2 separate regions of the Mus musculus genome follow, and region 2 is linked to region 1. Evidence: chromatin contacts called from public HiChIP or PLAC-seq data. All regions are on one chromosome and are shown on one strand. The core of a region is the stretch at or near the end of the contact, and the rest is flanking DNA. Distances in the headings are between cores, read along the strand shown. Region 1 holds the start of Bean1 (brain expressed, associated with Nedd4, 1). Region 2 holds the start of D230025D16Rik (RIKEN cDNA D230025D16 gene).

Region 1 (4,630 bases), core at 1,416-3,915:
CTGTGCTCCAAATACTGAGCGGAGCGGCAGAACGAGCCTAATTAGCTTCGGATGGACTCCTCTGGGATGAGAAGCGGAGAGGATTATAGAAGATGCAGGGAATGGGGCACCCTAGTGAGTGAATGGGGGGGGGGTAGGTTACAAAAGAAGGAGAGAGGGACTTCTGGAGGGAAGAAACCCTAGGCAGCCATTCTGCCCAGCAACAGGTAGACACATTTCCTGATCTCATTCCAGTTCTGGGTAGGAGTGATGGGAGTGACGTCTGTTTTCTTTCCATCAATGCTCCTGGTTCCTTACAACCTCTGTGCCGCTCTGTGGATATGTGCTGCTCATATTTTTTCCTAAGCCCTAGGCATGCAACTGGGCTGCTCTAGGCCCCAACTGCTCAGACTCAGGAAGATCCTTCCCCAAAAACCTGCTAGCTCTTAAGTTCAAGTCATGCTGTCTGCCACCAGCTCCGGTTCCTTCACTAGGTTCATCATGGGGTCCTGTGACCTAAAGTAATGGCCTGGATAGTCAGCAAGGAATCTCAGTGGGCACCTCTGCGGCTCCTGGTAACCTCACTGTCCCATCGGCTGAGCATCCTGATACCTGTTGCAACCAACCATCACCTGTGGCTCACCCAAGTCAACCCACAGCGAGCAATCCTCTCTTCACCTAATCCAGAGTAGATCGAAGTGTGTAAATTCCTTTGTACAGAGTATGAACGCAATGTAGGAGGTCTCAAGTCTGGGGTGGCAAGTGCCAGCCAAAGGCAAAAAAAAAAAAAAGGTAGAGTGTCCCCTTTAGTCAGTGAGCCTCTTGAACCTGGACAGCAGCATAGGAAAGGTTTGGGTGGGGCAGAAGATGTCAGCACGCGCCTGCGAAAAAGGGAGAGGCTAAAGGAAAGTCTTGTTTTGCAAGGAGATGTCAGGAGATTCACAGGGAACCAAAGGCCGACGCAGAGGGTGAGAAAGATGGGAGCACCATGTCGCCTCACATCAAGCTCTCTTTGCCTCAGGAAACACCTGTGGCCAAATGCAGTCAATGGATAGACGTGTGTCAGGTTCCGCAGAAGACTCGTCTAACGATCTTCCATACATTTTTAGGTGAAGGAAACTGAGGCTCAGAGAAGTCAAGTGTCTTGCCTAAGGTCACACAGCTGGGAAATCAGCTAAAAGAGTGTCTCATGGCTCCAAAGACCCTGCACAGTCTACTAAACAGAATCATGCATACGTTTCAAAGAGGGAAACTGAGTCACTCAGTGGTGAAGTCATCTAGTAAGCAGTCCTTATCACTGAGGAGAGTCTAGAGGGCCGTCTGTTGGCCCTCAGGTGCACTTGGACTCTTAGAGTTCCCCGATTCTCTAGTATGTCACTTGTGCTCGTCCCTTCCCAGGCTGGGTTTGGCTGCCCATGCTGGCACAGGGGTGGCTGAGAAACGTAGCCCAGGGTCGATACTACGCACCTGTCCCTAGACTACAGAGCCCGAAGGACAACCAGGAAAGGAGGAAGCGGGGGGGGGGGCAAGGGTGGGCATTGCCGAGCTTGGGAAGGGGAGAGTGGCAGGTACCACTTAGTGCTGCGTAGTCAGAGGAACTGCCACCTCGGATTCAGCTTCGGGTCCTTTGCAAGGGACTGCACAGGAAAGTCTTCCTTATGAAGGGAGAGGGTAGGTGGGGGGAGCGGCAAGGATGCTCTTTCTATCCTAGGTAAGACAAAATGAGGCATGGTCCAAGTGACTGGGCCGTTGAATTGTCAAACTTCCTGGCTTAAGGTGGTGGGAGAGGGTTCAGGCTCAAACTCTGTAAAACCCCAGTCCCTCTCCTCTCACCCCAGACAAGAGTGTGCCCTAGTATCTTTTCTTGAGTGGACTGGTCAGCGACCCTCCAAACCGAGGGCACAGGGCTGGGGACCCTGTCATGGGCTTGCATCCCGGGAGGATACTCGTCTGAGACTCAGGCAGACCTCGGATTCCTCGCGTTTCCCCGGGGATTCGCGGGTCCCGGTGACCCTCTCGGGTGTGGGGAGGATGCGGGATCAGGAACCGCAGGAGTCTCGGGCAAACCGCTCAGTTCCTCGCGCGCTGAGGTTCCGCTCGGGACCACGTCCCCCGCCGCCCAGCGCGTCCCCAGCTGCGTGCATAAGCAGCGGTACCCCCGTCTGCGGCCCTCCCCGCGCCCCGCGCCCCTTACTCGGCTTGGCTGCGGCGCTCCGCTCCGTGCGCCGCAGTGCCGGCTCCAGCTTCGGCTCCAGCTCCGGTCCCGCTCGGGCTCCGGCTCCCGCTCGGATGCCGTGGCGCTCCGGCTGGGCTGGGGCGTCCCAGCCGCTTCGCCTGGGCCTGCTGTGCGTGCAGGGGCGGGGCGCACCGGCGGGGCCGGGCAGAACGGACCCGCGCCCTCGATCCGCGGGCAAACAGCCGCCGGCGGTCTCCGGGGCCCTGCCCTGCCCTGCCCTGCCCTGCAGCAGGAACAGCAGCCCCGCCCGTCCCTCCGTCGCGGTCCCCGCGCCGCCGCTCGTTCCACCGTCACCCTCTTGGGCCCTCCTCGGCGGCGGCGCGGCTCCCCGGTCTCAGCTCGGTGGCGCCACGGCCCGGGTCATTGCTGAGATGGGGACGCGGAGGAGGTGGGAGCGGCGAGCCGCGCCCCTCTGCGCACAGCCAGCCCGACACCCACACAGCGTCGGGCAGCGGGCAGGCGGGCGGGCGGGGCAGGGCGGCGGGGAGGCCGAGGGATGTAGGGAGGCCGGCACACCAGGAGGACTTGTGAAGGGTGGACAGACAGACACGTGCAGAGAAGGGTGAACCAACCATATGTCAGAGATGGACAGCCAGAAAGGTTGGACAGAGGCAAGAGCTAAGGGCAGAAGGCAGGGTAGAGGCAGCAGAAGGGACACAGGCTGCTGCTGGCCTTTGGTTTGGGCAGAGGAGCCCGTCAAGGCCACTGGTTCCCAGCTGTTCGAATTCTCTTCACGTAGGCTTGACCAAGGCCTTCAATTTGAGCTATCAGCAGGCTTATTTTCTTCTTCCCTTGCCCACCTGATGCCCTCTGTCCTGGTGCTCAGTCTTGGCAGATGCAAGCCTACCTTGGAAGATGCCTGGCTCAGGGGAGGGACCTGGGCTCCAGCTCCTTCCCTGTATGCACCCCACTTTGCGGCCTCTGGCATGCCGCAGCCCATTCCTAGGCCTGTTATTATTACAAGGTCTCTGCTTATCGCACATTTAAATATGCTGGTGTGCTCTACAGTTACTGGTAGAATCACTTGGAACATTTACTCATCAGGGAGAGTCCCTCAGGGCTGATACATCTTAGTGAGACTGCAGGGGTCTGTCCAGGGTGACAGTTGGTAAATCTGACCAGGGAATCCATAAATTGAGTTGTTGCCAACCCTCTCCAAGCCCTTACTTTATTGATGAGGGAGCTGAGGTTTGAAGAAGGAAGGACACCTGAAACTCTGACGCCTGCCACTGGCTGGAAGGCAGTTCTTGAAAATAAAACATGATGACAAAGAGTTGAACATGTTGATGATAAAAACCTTGGGGAAGCAGAGGAGCCCTGGGGACCTTGTGGAAGAGACTTGAGCCAGCTGCAGGCGCCAACTGGGAGGTGGGGACAAAACAGCCTCCAGGAGAAAGCAGAAGGCTTTGTACCTCAGCTTTGCTAGGTGTGGAGAGTCAGGGTTAGAGCCCCTCCCAGCCTCTGTGGGCAACCGTTCATTTGGGACTCAGCATCCTTGACTGGCTTCCCTTCTGAACACATAGAGGGGTTGATCTCAGCTCACTGGGTCTGTTTTGGGGGTTGGGGGGGGGGAAGCTTGAGCCGTTTGAGCAGCGAGGTCAGAAAAGGCTTGGGTGGGCCCGTTGTCCAAACCCAGACATTTCATTTATTTTGTGGACAAACAAAAGACCAGGATAGGTCCAAACCAGGGAGCTAGGACTAGAGGCCACAGCTCTGCCCACTGCACCAAGACTGGCCATGACTCAATGAACAGACATCAGTTGATCCAGACAAATCTTCCAGCTGTTGAGTGGTCACTCTTTGGCAGGCCTGAGTGTCTATGTGTTTTAGGGGTGTGGGGTCATGGCTCACTTTGAGTGGGAAGACACAGCCCTAAAGAGTTCATTGCTCTATGCCCTTTTATCTGAGTATCTCTGGTCTGAGAAACCTGTGCCTCCGAACAAAAAGTGGGGGTGTGATGGTTTGTATATGCTTGGCCCAGGGAGTGGCCTTGTTGGAATAGGTGTGTCACTGTGGGCATGTTGATGATAAATCCTTGGGGAAGCAGAGGAGCGGTGGAAGCTTAAGTCCCTTGTCGTAGCTGCCTGGAAGTCAGTGTTCCACTAGCTACCTTCAGATGAAAATGTAGAACTCTCAGCTCAGCCTGCACCATGCCTCCCTGGATGCTGCCATGTTTCCACCTTTATGATAATGGACCGGACCTCTGAACCTGTGGGAAGCCACATGTGCCGTTGCTGAGTGGCACTGACTACTGCTGGCCACCACGCATAAGATTGGACAAACAACCAATGTGTACATATGCAGTAAAGTCTTTTGCAAAGACACTGCCTGGCCCAGGCATGATAATGAGGTTCTGTAAGGTACTGAGAGTATAACCAATCAGATGTGAGACATGCAAATGAGGTATGATAATGA
Region 2 (4,630 bases), core at 854-3,353, 1.1 Mb before region 1:
TTAAATGTATATGGGTATTGTTTGGCCTGGAATGTATCTGTGCACATGACGTGTATGTATGTAATGCCTGTGGAGGCCAGAAGTGGTTCTAGGAATCAAATCATCGTCCTCTGAAAGAGCAGCCAAGACTCCAACTACTAAACTTCCCTCCTGCATAAATAAATGTAAAAATGTACACTTTCGACTGATATTGTGGGTCACTTTGGTACTTGTCACTGGGTTTGATCTCAAGTACTACACAGACCCAGTATGGGGAGAGACACAGAGAGAAATATTTTAAGTTCAAACTCAACTTCAGTTTCACTGGGAATCTGAAACCAGTCTGGGCTAATTGTCTAAAAAACAAACAAGAGAACAAACCCTAACTTCAAAACAGGGATGAAGAAGTAGCAAGTCACCACCAAGGCTCAGGTCTGCCCCCAAGTTCAACTCTCAACCTAGGATTTTTGGCTGATATGAAGACAGTGTTTAAAAAAAAAAAAAAAAAAAAAAAAAAAACAACTATTCAAATTCTTGGTTCTTGCAAATTTGCCAAAAGCCCTGGGTAGTTAGTTATGTTAGTTATAGTTCAGTGTTCTGGAAATTTCCTGACCCCAGCTGATCTCCTGTTTGCACTAAATCAAACAAAGAGATACACAGTCTCAGTAAACCATCTGTAGCTGTGGGTCTTAACCAGTCCTGGGATGTCCAGACTAGGTAGGAGTTGTCCAGGGGAGAAAAAAATGTTAATCAGAAGTCAAACATCATTTGCTTTTCAACCACGCTCTTGATGCCTCATATGAGGTTGAATGGAACATGTTCATAGCAGATTAAATTTTGAGAAGTCTACAGGAACAGGCAGTCTAAGTTCTGAGAACCAAGAGCCCTTGATGAAACTGGCTTTTATAATGGGCAAGAAAGAGGCAGGCAGCCACCAAGCCCCAGCAATCTACCCAGCTAGGTAATTCCAATATGCTGTCTCTATAGACAGAGTCGTCTACATTCAAGGATAAGCCATAAACAAATGGAGCAGCTGACTCAGTCCAAGAGCTCCCAGTAGAGAGACAGAGGTTGAGGCCCACACAAACAAGCAGCAGGAACACCTTTTCCCAGCCCCTTCGCTTAGTGCTGCCACTAAGTAAACACACTGGAGTCACTAAATGCAAATACTCTTGTTCACATACGAAGGCCAACTCTCCCCAAGTGACCTAACTGATTTGTCTACCAAGCCAATGTGTAATTTCCACTTCACTCAATTTCAACTTTTAACTCTGGTATCTGGTATTGCGACACCACACGTTAAGAGTACATTTCAAAAGAGAAGAAAACAAGTCGAGAGTTCCTTTTAGAAAAGCAAGCTCATTCCCCCACCACCCCCATCTGATTGTGAGGCATGAGCTTAGGTTTCCCCCACTCCCCTAAAACCAGAGAGAGACAGATCAGAGACCAGAGTGTTGATTAGGTGTGCTACCTAGTTCTTAACTATTAGAGTCAGCAAAATGGGCATAATACTATCGATATTCAGACTTCAGGGAGTTGTATTAGAGATAAATTCAAAAGAGCAGGACCTTCCCACTCCACTAAGTATTTGGTGTGTACTGGCTATTACTATCATAGAGGTCCAAAGAAGGACCCTGCTGAGACATCGCTGATCCTATGACAGACGGGAGGAGCGGGATTCTAAAGCCCGGAGCCGAAAGACTAAAGGGTGAGAAAAGGCGAAGAACCGCGGGCGCAGGGGCATCTGGGGCAGGAACCAGAAGCGGAAGGGACTAGGGAGAATTAAGGGCCAGCCAACAGGATCCCAAAAGACCCCACACTCACCCAGAGTGAATTCCCATTGCTCGTTCCCCAGAGAGCGTTCAGGCACCACCTCCAGGTCCAGCATTGGGTCGGTTCGCTGGGCCGGGCGGCCTCCCTGCGGCAGCGCAGACAGGACCCGGCCTGAGGAGAGCACGCAGCTGCTGACTGGTCGCTCTCGCCAGCCCGCGGACGTCCGGCTCTCCACTCGGTTCCGGGCGGCGACGGCAGCACGAACACAACAACACACTTCACCTCCCTTCAACCTCCCGGGCAGCAGCCCCGGCAGGAGAGGCTGTAGCAACAGCAGCGCCCAGAGCAACTGCAGCAAAAGTGGCGTGCCGGGCCGTAAAGCGTGGCAAAGGCGGGGCTAAATCATGAAGGCGGGGCTTGAGGCGGAGTCGCGCACGCGCAAACTCTGGATCAGAGGCCAGACCCGCGCGGGTAGAGCTGGAGGGAAGAGCAGCTGCTTTAGAACTTAGGGGCCACATTCCAGAGGTCCTGAAACTGCACAGCGCACCATATATGCCTACGCAAGAAAAGGCACAAGGCGGGAAACATGTCACACAAAAATAAAGTCTTCCGTCTGCACACTTGTCCCACTAATCTGCACTAGGAACAAAACGGACAGGAAGGACCCAGTCCCAGAGACTCACGGCCCCGCGGACCATTATCAAGCTTGTCACGTACTGACGCTGGCTGCCACTGCCTAAATTGTTCAGAAACCTACTCTCCTTGGACCCAGTGGTCTCTGAGCAGGGTCCACCTCAGAGTCGAGGATGTATGAGTCCGTTGGCAAGGGTTAGAGCGAGAGGATTTGAGTTAGAAGGCTGAAGAGTTCCGGGCCAGGTCTCATTTCCAGAAATGCTCAACCTAGGGAATACTTTCTAAGCACAGAGGCTGCCTCCTGCAGCTCCGCCTGGAGTCACCATTGCTGCTTGCCAATGCTTTATGGTAGTGACTAAAGCTCTTAAGTGTTCTGTGCCTCCGTTTCCAGTGAGTAGAAGAGGGGCTCCTCTAGTTATTCAGCCAGAATTTTCGGCTTGCTTGCTCTAGGGCACCCTAAAATTAAAAGGCAGCTGAGGCCTCTTTTGATGACAAGACCTCACACCCTCAGTCTCATTTTATAGACGAATAAATGAGGCACAAGGAGGGTAAAGACTTTACCCAAGCTTCCTTGATCCTAGGCAGCAAAGCTCGATTCCCATTATGTTTCCTAAGGGTAGTATTTAGCAGGGAACTAAGTGACAGACTAAATACTCAAACTGGCTATAAAGAAGCCTAACAGTGGATACGTCACAAAATTTCAAGTCAGTGCTATGGGATTAAACAAAATAAAATAAAAATAGTAGAACGTCTTTGAGAAGCATTGCTGCACGCCAAAACAACTGGGTCACTGGGCTGTCTGTCCAGTGGGAAAGTGGCTGCAGAAACGCTGACGTGTGTAGCTAGCTATGTTTAGAGGCTGGGTGTGCTGATTTGTGCCTGCTTGGAATCCCAGCAGTTGGGAGTGAGGCAGTAAAGAAGTTCAAGGTTAGGCCAGCCTGGTCTACAAAGTGAGCTCAGGACAGCCAGGGCTATACAGAGAAACCCTGTCTCGAAAAACAAAAAACAAAAAACAAACAAACAAAAAAAGAAGTTCAAGGTCGGGCTGGAGAGATGGCTCAGCTGTTTAGAGAAGTCAGTGCTCTTCCAGAGGTCCTGAGTTCAATTCCCAGCAACGACATGGTGGCTCACAACCATCTGTAATGGGATCTGATGCCCTCTTCTGGGGTGTCTGAAGACAGCTGTGGTGTACCCATACACATAAAAACAAGCATAACTTAAAAAAAAAAACGTTCAAGGCCATGCTGGGCTACAAAATGAGTTCAAGGCCAACTTGAGATAAAGTAGACGCTGGCTCAAAACAAAACAAAAGAAGGTGGACCCTTCCCCCACCAACTTTCTAAATTGAATTCTAATGCAAAGCAGAGTAGGAATAGTTATATGCTAACAATAACCAAGCAAGCAAGCACCAAACACTAGCTTTTATTTATGAGGAGGGGAAAGGGTCTGGGTTCTGAATAGGGATGCGGTAGGCTGAGCGGAATCTCAGGAAAAGAAAGACAAAGTCCCAGGCTTCTAAATAGGAAGAAAAACGATTTTTAAAGTTTGGATAAGCCACAAAACTGGGAATAATATTGAAGCAACTCCTAGGAGACTCCCAGTTGGTGTAGTGTGTAGTGATTTCTGTGAATTCAGGATGTTATCTTTGCTTATTTAAATGTGACCCATTCAAATTTTGTCCTAAGTAAAAGAAGCTTTGAGCTGGGTATGGCGGTGCACTCCTTTAATCCCAGCACTCGGGAGGAAGAGGCAGGCAGATTTCTGAGTTTGAGGCCTGTCTGGTCTACAAAGTGAGTTCCAGGAAAGCCAGGTTATACAGAGAAACCCTGTCTCCATAAACAAAAACAAAACAAACAAACAAAACAAAATAAGAAGCTTTGAATAGCCGAAAAGCTATTGGCAGAAGCAACAGAAGCAAATTCCAGGCTAGCCTGATCTACATAGTGAGTTTCAGGAGATCCAAGGCTACCTAGAGATCCTGTCTCAAAACAAAAACAAAGTCATGAACAAACAAACAAACAAACAAACAAACAAACAAACAAACCACTCAATGAATATTAGCGAAGAAGCTTAATTCCAGAGGATGCCTTTAAATGACAATTTTCCTAAAATAAGGGATGTTCAAAAATATGAGAAAGTAATCAATGAAGACTGTGTTCAGGAAGATAAATAATCCTGGTATCCTACAAATTGGATTTTGAGGGCAGCCTCAGAGAACAGCAGCTAATTAATAGCAAAACAGATG

What was found. HiChIP or PLAC-seq counts read pairs in DNA pulled down with a chosen protein or histone mark.
Region 2: a contact with region 1 is called in an H3K27ac HiChIP or PLAC-seq map of microglia, with 10 times the contacts expected there. The contact joins the promoter of D230025D16Rik here to the promoter of Bean1 in region 1. A contact is called at or near these places in 1 of 39 promoter capture datasets (pre-B cells) and 1 of 115 datasets of contacts at active chromatin or transcription factors (microglia).

Annotation. Positions count from the first base shown.
Region 1 is chr8:104,168,548-104,173,177 of GRCm38.p6, reverse strand. Bean1 (brain expressed, associated with Nedd4, 1) reads right to left here and starts at 2,665. Exons shown (of 5, transcript NM_001141924.1): 1 at 2,174-2,665.
Region 2 is chr8:105,222,660-105,227,289 of GRCm38.p6, reverse strand. It overlaps D230025D16Rik (RIKEN cDNA D230025D16 gene), which reads right to left and starts at 2,103. Exons shown (of 16, transcript NM_145604.3): 1 at 1,804-2,103. The coding sequence starts at 1,867.